2 separate regions of the Mus musculus genome follow, and region 2 is linked to region 1. The links are chromatin contacts, called in public promoter capture Hi-C maps. All regions are on one chromosome and are shown on one strand. Each heading gives the region's core, a stretch centred on a gene start, on an enhancer-like site or on the middle of the called end of the contact. The rest is flanking DNA. Distances are from core to core; before and after follow the strand shown. Region 1 has its middle 14 kb from the start of Gm34286. Region 2 holds the start of Slc19a3 (solute carrier family 19, member 3).

The links. Promoter capture Hi-C pulls out the DNA fragments that hold promoters and counts their contacts.
Region 2: a contact with region 1 is called in a promoter capture Hi-C map of trophoblast stem cells, with 4 times the contacts expected there. The contact joins the promoter of Slc19a3 here to the enhancer-like site in region 1. A contact is called at or near these places in 18 of 39 promoter capture datasets (the 3T3-L1 cell line, 3T3-L1-derived adipocytes, the C10 cell line and 11 more), 5 of 484 Hi-C or Micro-C datasets (the HPC-7 cell line, cranial neural crest, differentiating embryonic stem cells and 1 more), 5 of 115 datasets of contacts at active chromatin or transcription factors (embryonic stem cells, pancreatic cancer cells and stem cell-derived neural progenitor cells) and 3 of 9 other capture datasets (adipose tissue, liver and pancreatic islet).

What each region holds. Positions count from the first base shown.
Region 1 is chr1:82,794,116-82,796,726 of GRCm38.p6, reverse strand. No RefSeq gene overlaps it. Among named protein-coding and RNA genes, the nearest start is that of Gm34286, 14 kb to the left of the region's middle. Within about 2 kb of position 1,291, at least 121 of the 459 cell types and tissues checked have an H3K27ac peak or open chromatin away from gene starts, as enhancers often do. A contact at or near this core is called in adipose tissue, pancreatic cancer cells and trophoblast stem cells, where this site is marked.
Region 2 is chr1:83,037,169-83,039,779 of GRCm38.p6, reverse strand. Slc19a3 (solute carrier family 19, member 3) reads left to right here and starts at 1,332. Exons shown (of 7, transcript NM_030556.2): 1 at 1,332-1,410.

The DNA.
Region 1 (2,611 bases), core at 42-2,541:
AGTGGTGGATGCGTACATGGGAGAGAGCACTTTGTGGAGACCAGAAGAAGGTAATACCCTTAAGGCTGGAGTTACAGGCAGTTTGTGCATCTGAGTTACAAGCATTGGGTGCATCTGTTGCGGATGCTCAGAGTTGAAGCCGAGACCTTTGAAGACCAGTACACACTCTTCACCACTGAGCCGTATCTTTGGAGCCTGACTGTTGGCTTTGGTTTCCTATACAGATGGAGTTTCACTATGCTGTAGGCTGGTCTCAAACTTCTGAGCTTAAACATTCCTCTCACCTCTGCACCCTCCCATCGGTCTTCCCAAGCCATACGCTGGGATTCCAGCTGTAGGCCACCACATCTCGAGTTTGCACAGGAGACTTCCTCCTGCACGAGCATTTCCTCCCTGGGCTGCGTCGTGGCCATGTGGCAACGTTTCTTCCTTTGCTTCGCCTGTCTCTGCTTGCTCCTTCCCTCTCCTTGTTGCTGGCACCGGCTCTTCTGAGTCAGACAGTGCTGGGCTTCTTCAGGCTTGGCAGATAATTCTTCCTAACGCTATCTCACCTCTGGCTCGGGTCTTGACACTCATGCCTGCTGAACACACGGTTCCTCCCATGAGCTCCTGGTTGAGACATCTTCCTGGACTGAGTACTTTCTGAAATTCCTATTTCGAGTCCTGGCGGTTTACTGTTTCCTTGGCTACTAAAATCTCCTAAGGTAAACTGCTCTTTCCTGTTTCTGCCCACAGACTAGGGGATTCTCTTATAAAGGACTCTCTAAACATACCATGTTCTCATTGTTTTGAATTAAAACAAAACAAAAACCTAAAATAGCACCTTAAGGAAGGAAGGGTTTATTCTGGCTCGAGGTTTGAGGGCCCGTCTATCCCAGCAGGGAAGTCACAGCTGCGGAATGCGAGGCAGGTCACACCTCATCTACAGTCAGGAAGTAGAGAGATGGTCCCTGACTCTCAGATTGCTTTCTGTTTCAGCATCTGGTCTAGGGTCTCAGTCTATAAGACAGTGCTTCCCACATCTGGGGTGAGTGTCTCCTGTACATTTTTTTTTTCACCTGAGCACACCATGGATTCTGCTACGCAGGAGGATTCCAACAAATGTGTACTAAATGGAAGACCCTTGGTTAATTGGACCCTCCAGGAGACTATGCATTGCTTCAGTTCAGTTCTGAGCACTTTGAACTGGGCTCTGGTTACTTACAAATGTCAAGGCGGCCTCCTCTCAAAGTTCAGCTGCTTCTCAAGTTTCCATTTCCCCATAACTGTCATCAGTTGACAAAACTGTAAGTCTAAAGCATAGTTATTTGATGAGTCATGAACCCCACCTAGAGTGTTGTTGTGGACACTGGGCCTCACATAGGTAGAGGTTTCCTAAGCTTTTAATAAATATTTTTAATACCTGCAAGTGAGGTCATGTTTTAGTAATCGGATATCTCTATGCTCAGGGAGCTCAGACCATTCATAGTCTGGGTTGGGTAGTTAGTGACACATATAAAAGATGGTAAAGATAAATTAATCCAGGAGCTGGCAAGGTGGCTCAGTGGTTAAGAGCACTGACTGCTCTTCCTGAGGTCCTGAGTTCAAATCCCAGCAACCACATGGTGGCTCACAACCATCAGTAATGAGATCTGACGCCCTCTTCTGGTGCATCTGAAGACAGCTACAGTGTACTTAGATATAATAATAAATAAATCTTCTGACCAGGGTGAGTGGGACAGACCGGAGCGAGCAACCTTCATTCCTAGCAATCACATGATGGCTCACAACCATCGGTACAGCTACAGTGTACCCATATACATTAAATAAACAAACAAATAAATAAATAAACAAATAGATCTTTTAAAAAAAGATAAACTAATCCAGGTGAGAGCATTGAGAGAAAGGGCAGGTCACATGACTGTTGAGCTATGGGGGTGAGGGAAGCTTCTATAGAAGACAACAGGAAGTAGGACCTGCAGTGTCTGGGAAGCAATAGGAAAAAAATGAAACTCTAGGAAATCCCCATTCTCTCCGATGGGCTTGAGAGAGGAGTCATTGAATTGGTTTTTACTTGGCCTGCCTATAGGGGTGGGAGAACTGATCAAAAGACAACCAACTTGGAATAACCAGAAGCAAACGAGCATATGTGGAAACTTCAAGGATCACACAGACACTGCATGGCAGACCTGTGCCCACAGGCCAAGGAACTACGCAGATAGGGTAACGGACCGATCTGTGTCCCAGCGACAGCTCCTTCCTTTCTGTACTGTGTCTTCTCTGTAAATATCAGGAGTGGTTGCTTGGAGTTCTTGCCCTCATAGGCTGGACTTCAGGAAAACTCTAAAGGCAGTATCTTCAGACTCAATAATACCTGCCCAGCAAAATTCTAAACACGATACCTTGGGCTCAATAGTATCTGCCTAGCAAGCTCATGTACCCCCTCATGGGAAGGAAGGAGCAGGCAAGAGGCACCGGTCTCCCACAGAGAATCCAGACAGCCTGCAGAGTCCATAAGCCCAAACACACGGGCTCCCCATCCCTTCCCACAAGCCCTCCAAGTAGAACAGCTTGCTGAAGGAGGAGGTGGGTCCCTGCTGTTACAAAAGACACTCTAAGCTGCCTGAGGCTA
Region 2 (2,611 bases), core at 83-2,582, 240 kb before region 1:
CAGTCTCTAGATGGTCCATCCTTTCGTCTCAGCTCCAAACTTTGTCTCTGTAACTCCTTCCATGGGTGTTTTGTTCCTGGGAGATCTTTTCCACAAAGAAAAGGTTAGCATCGATAGAGTTAAACCACCTGGAGGAGTGACTGACAGATACATAGCATATATAATTATACTTTTATATATTTTTAAAATATATAATTATATATAATTAATAACTTCTTAATAAGTGATTTTTAGTGTGATTTTCTTACATGCAAATGTGGAGAAGAGTGCAGAAATTTGCCAAGAGCCACATGCAAGTCAGTAACTATGTAAGCATGGCTAGCCCCTCCTGTGTGGCTACTCTCACCCTTTCCAACACAGGATTCAGAGTAACTTCTCCCAATCTGTCTCTCACTGATGGGTATGGAGCAGACCACGACACTACCTTTCACCTTTCAAACTATGTCACACACTTTCTGGGAGAGCCAGTTTTGCTAAAACAGTGTTGCCCAATGCACAGAATTCTCCCACACCCAAGGCGTGGCTCCACACTCACAGGCAGCCTTTACATAAACCACGGTGGGGAGGCAGGAGGAAAATCCAAAGTAGAGGTGCGGAGGTTCAAGACTGTTAACCAAGGTCATTTCTGCTTGCTGGGGTTGCTGTAAAGTCAAGCAGTGTTTCTTTGGAGGACTATTGTTTACTTCCCTAAATTAATTTTTAAAATTTTAAGTATTTCCATTTTAACCAGTAGGAAATCTATGTTAAATAAGTAAAGTTAAATTTAAAAGCCTTTGGGAGCTGGTATATATAGCTCAGTGGAACATACCTGTGGCACAAGGACCTGGGAACCGTTTGTGCCAAATATGAACTATTTGTACCAAAACACTCTTAAAGCGCCAGGAAAACACCCGCCCATAACGTTGGGGTCTGGAGGGACAGTGCTTATAAATTTGGCTCTGAGGCCAGAATGTCCTAACCGAAAGCTATGCCTCTCTAAGCCTAACAGCTCTGCCTCTTTAGTAGTCCTTTTCTTCGTTTGCAAACTGGAAATCACAGTCTACCTTTCTCCTGATTGTTAGTTGAAATAAACGAATTCATAGGAAGAGACAAATGGAGCAGAGGATCAGACCTGGTTTCCCTTCTTCTTGCCCTACTACGTTGACGTGGAGAGTCAGCACATTGCTTGAGGTTGCTCTCTTCAGGTACTGGCTTCACTTTTTTAGCGCTTTACAAACTGGCTGAGGGACCTCTGCTTCTAGCCTCCGGATCAAAGACCTGGGGGCTTCATTAGCATATGCAAAGTTGGGCGCGGCTTTGGTCCTGCGGGACTGACCCGGTGACCAAGTCCATCTTTACTTGAGATCGCCGACCCACATAGCTGAAAGTGCTACATATCCGGGACAAGTGAGCAGCACTAGCTTTCTATAGGTAAGACCTCCCACGGAGCGTAGTTAATTAAAGTCCAGAAACCCTGGGCCGCCCGCCTTTCCTCTCCCCTCTCTAATTTGGAGGCGGGGTGGGGGTGGGAGACAGTAGAGGAGCCTGCGCAGCCGCCGTACGCCGTACGCCTGCGCCAGCCTGTAAACAGGCTTGCTTCAGTTTCTGGGACCTTCTGTCTGCTGCTTTCCTGGCCTGCTGAAACCTACCCAACGTGGTCTAGCCCGGATTCCTATACAGCCCTCCCTAAGAGCAGATTAAGTAAAAACCACCATTCTGTTCTCGTGTCAGCAGCTGCCATGGTCACACCCAGCTTCCCAGGTTTTAGCTAAAAAGCAATTTTAGCACAGAATGCCAAATCCCAAGCCAGGAAATGAGAAGTTACCTCCAAAAGAGGAAAGAAAAGGTGAACTTTGAAATTAAAAGAACCAAGACTGTTGAGAACTATCTTAATGGAAATGAAAATAAAACCAGGCATCTATCAATCAGGTCGGTGTTCCCTCCGTAAGAAAAATGTTTTCTAAAACTGGAAAGAGTCTGATTCTGCCAGGATCCACGCGCGCTGCTGTCTCTCAAGGCATTTTTTGCATTAAACATGCATTTTTAAGCTAAGACATTAACTAATTTTTCAAATATGTTTTTCTTCGGGTTGCCTCGGTAGTAGCAGCAATGGACCTATCAACTTTGTTTAGTCCGTTTTGCTATTGGAACAAATTCTGTAATAGAAAATACAGCTTGAGAATTCAACAGTGTCATAGGACACGATTGGAGCAGTTTAGTTTAATGCTCCAAAGGGGTTCTAGAAAAGACACTTCATTGCATAAGGTAGCGCTCCCACGGGCTGGGCAAAAAAAAAAAAAAAAAAAAAAAAAAAAAAAAAGAGGTAGTTTTATAGAAAGAGTGAAGACTGTACAGGTCATTTCAGGGTTATTGTCTTTGTTTGGCAGTAACGTAGGCAGACGAATAGTGGTAAGTTAGCTGTAGATGACTACTGGCACTTGTTCCGATGGCCTTCTTTAATTTGTTTTATCTAACAGGCATAAATAGTCCAAGATGAATTTTATTCTGCCTCCAAACCCCTCGCCATTCACATAAAGTTTTCTGCTGTCAACTTCTTTGAAAACTATCCTTAAACGGTAAGAACCCAGAAACACCTGCGGTTCTGGTAGTATCTGTTATTTGTGCTGAGAAA